Linked DNA regions of Oryzias latipes: region 2 is linked to region 1. Evidence: chromatin contacts called from public Hi-C data. All regions are on one chromosome and are shown on one strand. Each heading gives the region's core, a stretch centred on a gene start, on an enhancer-like site or on the middle of the called end of the contact. The rest is flanking DNA. Distances are from core to core; before and after follow the strand shown.

Region 1 (3,573 bases), core at 746-3,245:
GTGTGTGACTGGGGGTATGGGTCTGTGACTGTAAAGCACTTCAGGCCTTGTAAGTAGAAAAGCACTGTATAAGTATACACCATAATGGATGGATAAATAAATGGATGGATGGTAAATTTACCATCCATCCATTTAGCTTTTTCACTATGAATCTTTAAAAAAATACCTTTTCAGCTCTGAAAGGTTCTTTTTTGTGTCAGAAAACCTTTTGGTGTACTGTGTCCTTCGATCATAAAGAAATCATTGTTATGTTACAATTATGTCACTTTAACATTCATTGAAACAATCACTGGTACTGATTTGCATTGGATACTTTGATTTGTGCCTTGAGGCAATTTTCTGATTAAACATCAATAGTATTGAACTGAACCGTCCCATTTTCTTTAACATAACTTTTTTTTAATTTAAATTTGCTGGTAGCTATATTTTATCTTTCTACAAGTAATCTTCAAGTAATCCTTTTAAGGGAATGTAATCATTCATCCACTTGTTTGTTTTGTTGAAGACTTCCTCTTAAATGTCTTTCAGCAGACTTCTTTAGTTCTATCAAGGCTGAAAGCCTTCTTCACTCCTCAGTGTTGGCATGAGGCACTCTGAGGAATATGTTCCTGTACTGCATTCTTCACTCATAGAAATCAACTCAGCACTGTATATGTAAAAGCTTTTTGAAATGCAAATTGTCAAGTGATTTCATTTAGTCATTTTTCTATGCCACAGTCCAGGTTTTCCTTAAATTATTTATCTGAAGGCAAAAAATATGATTTTGAAGGACCTCCTGCAAATCCAGAAGACTTCAATCGATAAAAGATCACTCAGTGTACTCCGTCTTGAATGGGGATGATAGTTATTAACCTATTCTTTATTCAAGAAACAAAGTATTGGTTAGGTGTCGAAATACGTTGAAATAAAAGGACTAAACACATGTGATTCAAGCTGAAAGAAAAAAACTTTTTAAAAACCCAAACACAGTTTGAAGATATGTCCTATTCATGCAAACTGGGCTTCCTTCAAGTCCCTTATTTGTATCAAGCAAATGTAAATAGATCATAAACTCATAAATGAACCAAAGCAGCCAGGATTACTGAAAATTAAGTCTTTAATACAATTTTATGCCTCTGAGAACTTTGGTGCCAAGAAATTAAATATCAGACTCAATAAACCTCTTGATCTGGTTCTAAATTCTTCGTTTTTCCATAACAGAAATTATAGTTTGTGTGTTCTACATTATGAGTAGCTAGAACATGCATAATTGAAAACACGTATAAAGATGTCAAAGTATCATAATCTTTGCAGAACTGCCGGGATGATATGACATGATGTCAAAAAGATTTGTGATGCCCTGTGCTAATTAGTAATTTAGTTCAAGAAGTTTGTGATTAAAAAAAGTAAGAAGACTTTTGTTCTGTTTGCTCTTTAAAATCTAAAATGTGCTAAAGGGAAGTGTGTGATTTATTGATCCACATTTTGCTGAATTTCTATGTCAAAATGGCTTGTTCAGAAAATTATTTTTCTTAAATCATGTAGATCAAGTAGCAAACATACAGAGTAATTCACATTTAAATTCTACAATGCTTCTCTCAGAGCTGCACTCAGTACTCTTACTCTAAGTGATGCCTTATGCATCACAATTACCCACACACAGCTCTGCATCAGACCGTGAGCTGACTTTTGTGTTCCTGTGAATGTGCACCACAGCAGCAGCCGATGACAGCTTAATTCCCGAGCCGGACCCCCCCTCGCTGAGGCCCACCGTTTGTGTGAAATGACAGACGGAGATCAGACTGAGGAGAGATGAGTGGGAACCCACCGAGCCCGCTCAGGTTTCCTGGCGCTGTGAAAAGATTTGTCCTGTCCATTCAGATCTGACGGAGGTTCCCATGTCCTGCATGGTGGGGGTTTTGTTGAAGTATCTTTCTCATCTGTGTGCCCACAAGAAATGTAGGAGAGGCTGACGCTGGGCTAATTCCTCAATGTCAACATGCAACAGTTTTGAGATCTCAACTAATCTGGTTGAAACGTGTTAAGGATAATGACTTAGTTAAAAGGCAGGAGATGAGTAAACAGGTGTGGTTGGGGGTAATTTTTCGGTGTCTTTGTGTGTCTTTGAGGGAGGGATGGTGAAGGAGGGAGTGGAATGAAATGAGCTGGAAAGAGGGATGACCTCAATTTAAAAAGGGTTGGGTAAAGGGTCAACACAAGCAGTAAAAGGTGCAGAGGGAACAGTGGAAGAAGGATTAGGGGACCTGGAAGGAGGAGGCTGAACCGCAGTGATCGAAGCAGCTAGAAGTAGACGAGGAGGCAGGGCAGCTTTGTTTTCCCAACATTTCATTTTGACATAAAAGCCGTCTTCTGACATCGAATCGAGAAATGAGGGCATCGCAACGCTGACCCTCTGAAGATGATACTGGGCACACTTCTGTCAGGCGCCGAAATGGCGCGAATGGGCTTCATTTTCCTGCTGATGAGCAACGCAACCTCAGTCTCCACACAGTTCAACGGATTCAACTGTGACGCCAATTACCACAGCCGCTATCCTGGTGAGAAAACTGCAAAGCATCACCTCCACCGTCCATTCTGTAAACACATGTTGAGCAGATACAACATTCATAAAGCTCACAAAAAGTGACAAACTAGCAAATCAGCTTAGGTTCAGGAGGAAAAAGTTTTAGAGCAGCTTTTCTTTTGCAGATGTTGATTGACAACTTTTTATTTTTTTATTCTAAAACAATGTAGGATCTTTTTGAAACTCATCTGATGTTATAGGAATAAACTTTTTCTTAGGAGACAAATATGTTGTTGTTCAATGTCAATGGATTAATTATTTCTCCTGTTGTTTTTCTTAGTATTTCTTATTTTCTTAAGAAATACGATGATGTACACACGTTATTTTTGTTTGTGTGAATTACACTGCTCAACAGAAATGTCAAAGGCTCTGCATTTTCTTATAAGTTATCTTTAAAAAAAATGCAGAGATGATCACAGACTCTGCTCACGCTTCTTCTCTGGCGCTCCAGCTGAGAGGGACATCAGTGTTTACTGTGGGGTTCAGACCATCACCTTGAAGATCAACTTTTGTCCAGTGCTCTACTCCGGCTACACCGCTGCAGATCTGGCTCTGAACGGACACCACAGTGATGCTCAGTGCAGAGGCTTTATCAATAACAACACGTTCCCCACAGCTGTGCTGTTCAGCATCAGCCTCAGCACCCTGGAGGCCTGCGGTAACAGCCTAGTGGTAATGTGCAGCGAATCCCTCCAGCATGGTGATAATATGATGGATGCTGTGTTTGCTGAAAGTGGCTGAGATGTGTCTCTCTGCAGGTCAGCACGGCCTACGGGACCAACGCCTACGGGAACATGTCTCTGGTACAAATTGGAAATGTCTCGGGCTATATTGACACTCCTGATCCACCCACTATAATCAGCTACCTGCCTGGCCTGCTGTATAAATTCAGCTGCAGCTACCCGCTGGAGTACCTGGTCAATAACTCACAACTGGCATCGTGAGTTGGAACCGAAACAGATACATTCATTTAAAAGAAACTATCTGTGCACAAAAAGAGAGCTTAACCT
Region 2 (3,573 bases), core at 284-2,783, 120 kb after region 1:
TGGACAGAGACACAGCTGAAGAGCTTTAGTTTGTTTGTTTGACGGAGGACAGTTTCCTCAACAAAACTTTCATCTGAAATCAGAGAACATTTCAATGGATCAGGAGTCTGCTGAAGAATAAATTAGTCCACATGTGTCACAGGTTGAGGTTTAATGTCTAATGAAAGTCCAGTGATGGGGTTTGATTTTACTTTATTTAAAAAAATTAAAACAAGATTTACTGTTTTTAAGTTATTTTAGATAACAGATAAACACAAATAACTTAAAAGTGACATTTAGTTAAGTAGCACCAAACTGCAGTTTCTGTTTTCCCATAAAGTCATGCTTTGTTGGTTATTCCCACCAAACTCTTCTAGAGTAAGAACCAATGTTCTGCATTGAACAGAGTGTTTATGTAAATATTCCTGCAGGGTTCACAAAGGGGGGAAAGTTTCACTTGAAGCTGCAGTAGAAGTTATAGTCCCAGCTTTTCTGATTGTTTACGGATGCTCCCCCCTGCAGCCCTTTTCTGATTCTGTACACGGCGAAGGCAGAGTGAGAGTGTTTCACCTCTCAACAGACAGTCAATTAAAGCACAGAGAGAAGTTTGGTTGTGGCTGACTGCTAATCAGAGGAGACCTGGCCTCAGAGCAGGTTGGGCTTTACCCCAAACTACTTTCCTTAGAAAGAAGCAACAAGAAGAGGAGCAAGGACTAGGTTTAAAATACGTTTTGAACTCATGTAGACTGTGTAGAATTTTATACTATTGGCATTAGTCAGCCTAAAACAGCAGGAGATAACCTTTTCAAGCAGATATTCTCGTAAACGGGCAAGCTGTTTTATCTTCTTTTAAAAGGAAGTCTACAAATATTTCAGAACATCGGTTGCATCTATGATAAATGGCCTATTTTCTGGATCGCTTTAACACAGCTTAAATGGCCACCTTTTTACTTGCTAACATTAGCAAATAAAAGTCAACGCCAGTTGTGCTTTATTGGGTTTGAAAACAGTGGCAGGAGGTGTTATTTACTGCGCTGTCTGACCAACACGGCTCTGTCATTTACTAACATCTGGGGCAGCATCAGATCATCAAGGTAGGACAAGACGACTCATCAGAGGCATTTTTATGAGTGGGTTTGCACAGTGTGCTTGTTATCTTCCAGCTCAGTGGAAGTTAGCTGTTTATTTACTGAATTAACAATATCGGATAGAACAAGCAGCGTCCCACCTTTTTCTTGACGTTCCCCCGCCTCCATCGCCTTGACTAAGAAACAGAATAAAGTCTCTTTTGTTTGTCCTCTACTGATTTATGCTTTTGCAGGTAAGTCGAAATTGGATGCTATAGTATTTTATTCAATTCATTATGATCAGTGTAACCATTTTTGGAAAAATCTGGATATGGTAGACATGTATATATATTAAAGTGTTTTTTTTTCATTGCTTTTCTTTAAACAAACCTGGTCAGCATCAGCAGGGAAGCTGGAATAGGAGGGCAGCCTGCTTGAATGTCCTGAGTTGGTAGCTTGTGCTGCAGCTCAAGTGCATTTTCCCTGCTCCCTGCATGCCCCCCTTTGTTTTTCTGAGCTGTCAGAGGTCTAAACGTATCTGTTTTGAACACTTCCAGGTGGCCGTGTGCAAAAGTGGCAGCTTTTCCTTTTCTTTTCCTTTTTTTCAAGCCTCCGTCTCTGTTTTAGCCCTGTTTTTTTCTTTTTATTAGCATTCTTCTATTTGTGGGAAGCGCCTGTGTTTTCTCTGATGGACGAGCAGTGTGAATTACATTTAAACCTTGGGGAGTGCACAGGATGCTTTTCAGCCCTCTTTTCACTCTCAAACCACAACAATAAATTTAAAGCCTGAAGCTGCGTGCGATAATTCACTCATTTAGAAGCTGCAGCGAGCTCTTTTCACTTGCAGGACACATTTTGATTGTTTCTCTTTTTTTCTCCACTGAATCCCTTCAAGCCTGTTCAGTGAAAGAATCATGTGAGGCTTCAACACAGAATCATTAGTCTGACTTACAGGGTTGCAGCATTCTTTTGTATGTGTTGAGGATGTGAATGAGGTGCTGGCAGTTTGTCTTTGTCTGGGGTTTTCCTCTGAGATGCAACAAGCCTCCATCCCACAGGCACAAGCTGCTGCTCTGTCGCTGAAAAAAGACTGAGTCATTTGTCTTATATTGCCACCTAGAGGCAGAAGGAGAAACTAATAGATCAGGGTGTTTTCATTTTTTTCTCTATTTCTTCATCTGTCTTGTGCAGATTACTGAAAGTCCCTTCAGCAACGGAAAGATAATCCAGAAGTTTGCAGTTGTGCCATCTGAAAACCTCACCGTCCAATGCACAGTGTCCAACAAGTTTGGCAGTGATTCGAAATCTATCGATGTGCTTCCTTGTAAGTACAAAGAGAAGATGTTCTTGCTTTTCCCCGTCTCACTGTCCTTTCTCCTAATCGTCACTCTGGAATCTATTTTATTAAGTTTTATTTCTATTGTGTTATCTTAATTTAATGTTTAGATACGTTAAATAAAAAAATAAAAAAACATATTCTTAAGTTCATTCCGTTTACAGGGGATTTTAAACCTCTGATTATCCTTTTTTAAGTTTAACTAGTGGGTTTAGTTGTTTTATTTTTGAAACAATTACTGAGAATATAAATCATAACAGAAATATGTAATTCTGCTAATAAATGTAGTGTATGAAAATTCCTGATCTGTATTGCAGCACTGTTTGTCGGCTTCTGCCTCCTCATAACTTTTGCATGCGCTTTGAACTTCTTCCAAATCCATCTCATCCTTTGTTCCTTCCTGGGTTTCACTCTGGTTCGGGACAGATCTTCACACAGCGTCTGTGTGTGTTGGGATGCTGGATTTCAACAGTTCCCTCTTTGCATGCAAACTAGAATAGAAGTAGAGTTGTAGCTTTTCTATCCAAAGAAAACCCTTTTTTTTATTTTCTCTCTTTCTGTTTTGGTTGAACGTTAATTTTATTTCATATCTGATTTCAGTATTAAAGGATGTGACATTCAAATACCAAGGTAAGTTGTAGCAATCTTTTTGCTTGTTAGAAACTGTGGGAGGGGAAGGAGCTAAGACAACAAGGGAAATAGACATTTCTAGGTTTTTAACCAAGCGCTGTACTTGTCTTCTTTCAAAAATGCCCCTTGAAACAAGAGAACTGGAACGCCCAGCATCCTGACTAGATATCAGCATTGTCCGTGAAGAGCTGGATGCCTCATTAATGCCCCAATCAATATTTCATAATCATGCGCAGATGTGTCCACTCATTGATGCATTGTGATTTCCTTACATGCAGCCAGTCTGGAGCCTTGCACAGAAATCTGGCAGGTCTCTCATTTCTTTGTTTTGGTTACAGACACGCATGTGAGCAGAGATCAAACCAAGCTGGTAGTTGGAGTTGTGCTGGGCCTCCTCGTCGCCACTGTGCTCATTGGCCTGGCGTACTGGCTTTACTTGAAGAAATCCAAGTAAGAAGTCTATTCAAATCTTTCTGGAAGTGTCTCTCTCTGTTAATCTTCCTCATGTTCTAACATTTCTGTTTAATTTTGATCCTGTGGGAAACAGTCTTGGGGATCAGA

The links. A called contact is a pair of places that touch in the nucleus more often than the background predicts.
Region 2: a contact with region 1 is called in a Hi-C map of embryo, with 2.3 times the contacts expected there. The contact joins the enhancer-like site here to the promoter of LOC101169221 in region 1. A contact is called at or near these places in 5 of 5 Hi-C or Micro-C datasets (embryo, fibroblasts and gastrula embryo).

What each region holds. Positions count from the first base shown.
Region 1 is chr13:12,186,214-12,189,786 of ASM223467v1, forward strand. It overlaps LOC101169221 (zona pellucida-like domain-containing protein 1), which reads left to right and starts at 1,996. Exons shown (of 10, transcript XM_004075350.4): 1 at 1,996-2,537; 2 at 3,015-3,235; 3 at 3,322-3,503. The coding sequence starts at 2,399.
Region 2 is chr13:12,308,753-12,312,325 of ASM223467v1, forward strand. LOC101169470 (CD166 antigen homolog A) reads left to right here. Exons shown (of 16, transcript XM_004075351.3): 12 at 2,238-2,370; 13 at 2,983-3,012; 14 at 3,351-3,462. Among protein-coding and RNA genes, the nearest start is that of dyrk1a, 15 kb to the right of the region's middle. Within about 2 kb of position 1,534, at least 1 of the 8 cell types and tissues checked has an H3K27ac peak or open chromatin away from gene starts, as enhancers often do. A contact at or near this core is called in embryo, where this site is marked.